Regions from separate parts of the Pan troglodytes genome. Here region 1 is linked to region 2. The links are chromatin contacts, called in public Hi-C maps. All regions are on one chromosome and are shown on one strand. Each heading gives the region's core, a stretch centred on a gene start, on an enhancer-like site or on the middle of the called end of the contact. The rest is flanking DNA. Distances are from core to core; before and after follow the strand shown. Region 1 holds the start of NUDCD3 (NudC domain containing 3). Region 2 overlaps CAMK2B (calcium/calmodulin dependent protein kinase II beta).

Region 1 (3,604 bases), core at 600-3,099, 250 kb before region 2:
GCAAGTAACCTTTAAGAAACTACCAGTTACAGGGCTGGGTGCAGTGGCTCACACCTATAATTCCAGCACTTTGGGAGGCTGAGAGGGGAGGATCGCTTGAGCCCATGAGTTTCAGACCAGCCTGAACAATGTAGGCCCAACCTCGTCTCTATAAAAATAATTTAAAAATTAGCCAGGCACAGTGGCATGTGCTTGTAGTTCCAGCTACTCAGAAGGCTGAGGCAGGAGGATTGCTTGAGTTCAAGAGTTCAAGGCTACAGTTAGTTATGATCACATCGTTACATTCCAGCCTGGGTGACAGAGGGAGACCCTGCCTCTTAAAAATAAAAAAAATAGAAACTATCGCTTGTAGAAGAATTTTGATGTCATTTTAAAGACAAATAGCCACATTTATTTGAAAAGACAAAATATTCCTCTCATTTGCAACTGTCTGTGTGAGGTTGCATGTTTTCATATACTTCAATGAAAACAACATAATGCAAATTATGTTGCAGTGAATGCAGATGTGAGAATCTTGCGGTCTTCTTTTTTTTTGTGGAGACGGAGTCTAGCTCTGTCGCCCAGGCTGGAATGCAGTGGTGTGATCTCGGCTCACCGCAACCTCTGCCTCCCGGGTTCAAGCGATTCTCCTGCCTCAGCCTCCCGAGGAGCTGGGATTACAGGCACCCGCCATCACGCCTAGCTAATTTTCGTATTTTTAGTAGAGACAGGGTTTCACTGTGTTGGCCAGGCTGGTCTCGAACTCCTGATCCTCCCGCCTCCCAAAGTGCTGGGATTACAAGCATGAGCTACCGTGCCGGCCAAATCTTGCTGTCTTCTAGTAAGCTCATTAAAGAGATTTGCAAAAATGTAAAACTATGTTACTCCTCTCACTGAACTTTTATTGCTTTGAAGAACATTATTTTTTGCATAAAAGTATGTTAACATGTAATGTGTTTTATGGTCATTTAAAAATGATTAAATAAATATTTAAACATTTTATGTTTTAATTTCTAATGTGGTAAATATTGATAAGCATAACCCATATCAACAAATGTTCTTTGGAATGTTCAACAAATTTTAAGAGGATTAATGGTCCCTAAATCAAGAGTTTCAGAACCACTGTTCTAGGGCAATTTACCTGAGTTGGATTTTATTTACAATTCATTAAAGCTTATACACTATGAAGACATGTTAACTTGCATGTTTTAATCTAGAAGAGGTGCAAATCATTTCTATCCACTAGAAATGATAACCTATGGTTTTTATCATCTTGTAGAACACCAGCCAGCTTTGTATCCAACCTAATCTTACTCTAATGCTTTGTCAAAATGTTTAATCTCCACTTCCTCAAAATGCTTTTGAACCGGCTTTACCATATCATTGTTAATTTGCTGAAATCTTGGATATGCGTTCATGATATATTTGTATGAGTGTCATGCTTTTTACTTTTTTAAGATTATACTTTGACAGACACTAACAACATATGTATATATGACGTATATATGTATATACATACTATACACACACATACACGTACATATTTCACAACGATGGCATACGGATTCTCTATTCTGAATCTAGCTCTTTCCACTTAATCTACGTTGAATGCACTCTTTATTTTCTTCGTCATCTTGACTTTCTTCTGATGCAACGCCCTGAGTTTAACTCACAGATCTGTTAATAAGAAACCCATACATCCCACATATACGCATTTTCCCGTATCTGGCTCACTAACAAAAAGCTTACCCTAGCCCCATCTTTAACCATAGGTTCCGAATACCCAGGCTGGAATTCAACACAGAAATAAGAAAGGATCCACAGACAACGTGACAAAAATCCGAGCAGTCACGTGACACTGCACGCCCCATAATTTTTTTCCGCCCGCTTCAAACATGGCGGTCAAGCCCCCGCACCGCAGCAGAAGCCACGGGCCTCCTTCCGCGTAGGAACCTCCTTGCTGCCCTTGTCGGGCTCTTTTGTCTAAGACCACCTCAAGGCAAAGCCCGTGGGGCAGCTGGGTCTGGGGAAAACAGCCCGGGGCCGCGGGGGCCGAACGAGCACGGACCGGAAGTTCCGCAGCCGCGCCGTCCGGCGGAGCCGTTGGCTGCGGACGCCGGAAGTGGCCAGTCGGCAGGTCTGAGGCGGCGCTGTGTGTGTGAAGCGTACGAAGGGCGGGAGGCGACATGGAGCCAGGGGCGGCCGAGCTGTATGACCAGGCCCTTCTGGGCATCCTGCAGCACGTGGGCAACGTCCAGGATTTCCTGCGCGTTCTCTTTGGCTTCCTCTACCGCAAGACAGACTTCTATCGCTTGCTGCGCCACCCATCGGACCGCATGGGCTTCCCGCCCGGGGCCGCGCAGGCCCTGGTGCTGCAGGTGAGGCGGGCGGGCCTGCGGTCTGGGGAGCCGCCGCCCCCGGCCTGCCCTGACTCCTGGCGCCCGCTCCTCCAAGCTCTCCCAGCCTGTTTCCTCCCTTTCCTGGTGTCCTGGGGTTGAGCTTGTGAGAATGGCTTCAATAATTTGAAGCGCGGATTGGATGTCAGCTTATTCCGCTGAGGTGTTCGCTCCGGACGTCCTGAGGTTTCAGAAGTAGTAAGCCGACTGTTAAGAGCCCTACTCAGCACCCGCCAGCGCGTACCCCTCACGGTGCTGGGGGCTGCTAGTCAGGGAGCGAAATCCATGCAGGCCAGACAGAAGGAAGGACATTTACAGCAACAGAAACGTGCATGCCCCAGAACTACCGAAGACTTGATCTGGCGGGGATGACGGAGGCATTGTGTTGATCAATGGGTGTGGTCGCTTGTTTGAAATGTGACTTCCCAGGTCAAAGACTGCCAATGTAGTGCTTATTAAAATTTCTATTTGAGCTTAATTCCGTACCCTCCAGGTTAAGTTTATTGTATGTTGGAAACGCTGTCAATACTCATTCAGTGAAGTTGACTGGGCACTTTTGAATGTAGTGGTAAGCAACCTTTTGCTGAATGTAGTTTACACTCTTAGTTGCTGCAGGTGAGGGTGATACGGGTGTTTAAGTAATGGTTTCTCTCTCCTTGTGACACTTACAGTTAAAGAGAGAAAACCCAGAAAGTAATAGAAAACTTTTTAAGGGCAATTATTTGATGGAGCCCATTGTAAAGAAAGGAAATAGAAATGATGGTTGAGAAGTGAAGGTTTTATAAGAGAGGTGGGACTTCTGATGAGATTAAAAGAAACTATTCAGCCAAGCATTAAGCCTATTTGTAGAAACCCAAGAAGATAGAAATGCTGATGATACCTCCCTCAGTTCTCTAGATGTTACAGTTTATAAAATGCTTCAGATGTTTCCTCCTGAAGTCTTAATGCATGCTGCAGGTTGGTAAGATGTTACTTTGCTCAGCAGAAGCCAAAGCTTTGAATGTCTTGGTAGCTACCAGGGTAATAGGGCCAAACGAGGAATGGGGTTCCATTAGGATTCAATTTCAGAACTTAAGGCTATTCCTCGTCCTTGTCAGTGGCATAAGTGCCATCTTAGTGATGAGAGAGCTGTTGGAGGTGGCCTTTAGCAGGATCTTATGGCAGGTTAATGAAGTCTTGCCATTTGATCTTCAGTGTCTCTGTGAAACAGATAAGTTTCAAGTTTACGT
Region 2 (3,523 bases), core at 655-3,154:
ACCCAGATTAGAATTGCTCACATGAACCTGGTGCACCCCAGTGCTCGCCTGCGCTTAGCAGAGGTCTGGTCCAGAAGTGTGGTGGGTGGATGGGAGTGGAGAAGAGAGGTCAGGGGCTGTTGGGCCATGGGCAGGGCCACCTCCTTGGGTAGGGGTCTCCTCCCACAGAGGTGGGGAGCAGCAGAGGGGCTTGACATCACCCTCATCCCTGTGATAGTGTGGGTGTGGGGCAGAGGTCGGGGGGCCGGCTGTGCCCTTCTACCCCAGTGTCTGCTGCACAGGTGGGGGCAAAGGAATGCTGGGGACCCCAATGCCCTCCCAGGGCCACAGGAGCTGGGCAGTGAGGGTGCAGGGCATGGGCTTCATGGACGGTGGCACCCTGCAAGTGGCTGCGGTGCTCACAGGCCCCATCCGCAGGGGTGATCCTGTACATCCTGCTTGTGGGCTACCCACCCTTCTGGGACGAGGACCAGCACAAGCTGTACCAGCAGATCAAGGCTGGTGCCTATGACGTGAGTGCACCAGCCCCTCTCTGATGAGCTCCCTTCCTCCAGGTGTGGCCGGGTGAGGGCAGCGTGGGAAGAGGCTAGGAGTGGGGTGAAGCCACCTGTGGCCAGGTCCTGGGTCCTGCTCTCCCAGATTCGTGGCTGGAGATGAAGCCCCTTGGAGAATTCTTGCCCCTGCCTGAGAGGGGGCTTCAGGCCCGGCCGGGGCGCTGTTTCCTTCTGCAGTTCCCGTCCCCTGAGTGGGACACCGTCACTCCTGAAGCCAAAAACCTCATCAACCAGATGCTGACCATCAACCCTGCCAAGCGCATCACAGCCCATGAGGCCCTGAAGCACCCGTGGGTCTGCGTGAGTCGCCCTTGGTGCCCATGGTGGGGAGGGGGCTCCTGGTGGAGGTGGCCTCAGACCACTCCCCTGGCAAGGACCCCAAGAGGGTCCTGTTCCTGACATCCAAGAGCTCCCCTGGGTCCCCTGGGTGCTCCTTGTGGCCTCTGGCTTGGGACATACCAGCACGTTTGTGAGGCCTGGGGCTTGGAAGGCATTAGAGGGTAGAGGTGATCCCTTCCTCCCAACTGCGGTCCTGTCTGTGAGGGGCAGAGTGGACGAGGCAAGGGAGAGACGTGTCTTGAAGTCCCAGGTGGGTGGGGACAGACAACCCTTGCTGCAATGGTGGCCGATGGCTCTTGGCATGTGGGGACCCCGGGGTGCCGCAAGCCTTGCCACCCTGGCCTCTCCCCTGTGCCTCGGGCTCGGCTGCCATATGACCACCCATTTCCCCACAGCAACGCTCCACGGTAGCATCCATGATGCACAGACAGGAGACTGTGGAGTGTCTGAAAAAGTTCAATGCCAGGAGAAAGCTCAAGGTGAGGCCCTGGCCCCTAGTCCCAGGCACGGCCATGCCTCTCTGTGTCCCTCTGGGCTGGAGCAGGGGGGCCTTGGGGGGTCTGGGCAGACCTAGGGGTTACCGCTGCCCCCAAGACTGACTGTTAGCAAGTCCCAGACTGGATGCATCAGGTGAACTCAGGCCAGCTTGGGAATGAGTCCAGAGGGGCCCTGGACCAGGTGTGGCCCCTCCTAGTTGTCTGTGCCACCTCCTAGCAGCCCTTGGAGGAGCTGTCCTGAAGCGCTCGCTGTGGGCTTCTCACCCGGGCTCTGCAGGCAGCACTCACCCTCTGGCAGTCACACTCTTTAGTACGAGCAAGTCCGAAGCTTCCGGCTCAGACAGGTTTGGTAAGGAGAGCAGAGCCACACACACTGGTCTTGGGTGGGCTGGGGGAGTTCTGGGAGGGAGGTGGGTCCCAGTAGGGTATCCAACCTGCCTGCTTTGGTCAGGGCTGGCTCTGGTGACCGCACACTGGCAGTCCCTCTACTTGTGGGTTCCGGGATGGGGACTTGTTGCCTGACTGCCCTCTGCTGGTCTCTGAGCAGTTCTCCCTGGAAGCCCCAGGACTGCTGCCCTGTCTGAGCCTGTCAGGAAAAGAAGGGGCTGTCAGGGAGCTGGACCCCAGAGGAGCTGCCATGGTGACCAGCTGTTCTGGTGACCCCTGAGGCTTGAGGGGTCTTGAAGCAGCTAGAAGCTGTAGTTGGTCAACAGGTTTAGGCCCAGGGTGTGTGTAATTCTGGAAATAGGTGATCTGTCTCAGTGCGGCTGCTGGCTTCCTGGAGCTCTTGCCTCTCTGGAAGGCTGAGGTCATGTCAGCCTCATGACAATGAGGCTGAGCATCTGGGCAGGAGGACAGGGGTCTTATCCTGGCCAGAAGCCAGCAGGGAACACTGATGGGATAGCCCCGGTTTTATCTGTGTCTCTCCCCAGGGAGCCATCCTCACCACCATGCTGGCCACACGGAATTTCTCAGGTGAGCCTTTCTTCTCCAGGGAGACAGGCGCTGCCCCCTCCCTGCTGGCCCACGCAGGAGAGCGCCTCCTTCCTCACCAGCCTCTCCACTCCTCCTCTGCGGCAGGCCTGCCCTCGGCGTCTGCCCTCAGCTCTGAGACCCACTGCCCACCTGGCCCCGCTGGGCTCCCACCTTGGGTGATACCACAGGGTCCAGCCCCCCGAGGCCATCACCTTCGTGCTGGGTCTGTGTCCCTCCACCCCCTGAACACGAGTGTCTGTGCTGCCCCACTGGGGCTCACAGCATCGTGTGTGTCTGTCCAGGCGTTTGTTGGGCATCTGTGTGGCCTCCTTGTCATTTTGAGTGCTCTGAGCATTGTGTTTTGTGCGGGAGGTGGGCAGAAGGGATGCGGGGTGATGCAGGAGGCTCGGGGTCCTCCTTCCGAGTTCTGGATGAGCTGCAGCCTCCTGTCCCGGCTGCTCAGGGTGGGTGGTTGGGAAGCAAGTTCTCTTGGCAGGGGGGTGGGGTCTGTTATAGACCCCTGAGGCCCAGGGCGCTGGCAGACCCATCAGGGCATGATGTAAGCCCCGGAGTGGAGCCGGCAGCCCAGGTCTGGACAAGCTGTACCTGTGGCTTCTCCGTCGTCCGACACTCCGTGTGCGAGCGTCTGTGATCCGTCTCTCTCGTTGTCCGTTTGCATCTGGTGCCCCCCACCCGCCATCCTGTTACTTTTGCTGTGATGCTGTAATGCCGGGAACGCGTGCACACGGTCACACCAACACTAATAGGACTGTCCTGTCTGCTGTGTGCTCACCACACCCTTCGGGCATGAGAAGCCCCCACTGGGGTTTTCTAAGGAGAAAGGAGGCAAATGCTTTTCCGTGTCAATCAGTCCAATCTTGTTTTCACTCTCTTGAGCAAAGGATTCTGGAACCATCTGTCACCTAAACTTTAACTCTAATCTTCTTCTGCTTCCTTTGTCTCTTTTCTTCCCTTACCTCGCCCACCCCTCGTCTGTGTCCGCCCACCCCTCCCTTCCCCTCGTCTCTAACCCGGTGCTAACAGTGGGCAGACAGACCACCGCTCCGGCCACAATGTCCACCGCGGCCTCCGGCACCACCATGGGGCTGGTGGAACAAGGTAGATGTGTCTCGACCAGTGTCCCGCCCGCTCCCGCCC

The links. A called contact is a pair of places that touch in the nucleus more often than the background predicts.
Region 1: a Hi-C map of induced pluripotent stem cells shows a contact between it and region 2, with 2.7 times the contacts expected there. The contact joins the promoter of NUDCD3 here to the enhancer-like site in region 2. A contact is called at or near these places in 4 of 7 Hi-C or Micro-C datasets (blood, induced pluripotent stem cells and stem cell-derived neural progenitor cells), 1 of 1 datasets of contacts at active chromatin or transcription factors (stem cell-derived excitatory neurons) and 1 of 1 other capture datasets (stem cell-derived neural stem cells).

Annotation. Positions count from the first base shown.
Region 1 is chr6:50,354,941-50,358,544 of NHGRI_mPanTro3-v2.0_pri, reverse strand. NUDCD3 (NudC domain containing 3) reads left to right here and starts at 1,849. Exons shown (of 6, transcript XM_003318392.5): 1 at 1,849-2,357. The coding sequence starts at 2,166.
Region 2 is chr6:50,105,067-50,108,589 of NHGRI_mPanTro3-v2.0_pri, reverse strand. CAMK2B (calcium/calmodulin dependent protein kinase II beta) reads left to right here. Exons shown (of 21, transcript XM_016957400.3): 9 at 418-512; 10 at 732-854; 11 at 1,289-1,372; 12 at 2,323-2,365; 13 at 3,410-3,484. Among named protein-coding and RNA genes, the nearest start is that of YKT6, 41 kb to the right of the region's middle. Within about 2 kb of position 1,904, at least 2 of the 24 cell types and tissues checked have an H3K27ac peak or open chromatin away from gene starts, as enhancers often do. A contact at or near this core is called in induced pluripotent stem cells and stem cell-derived neural stem cells, where this site is marked.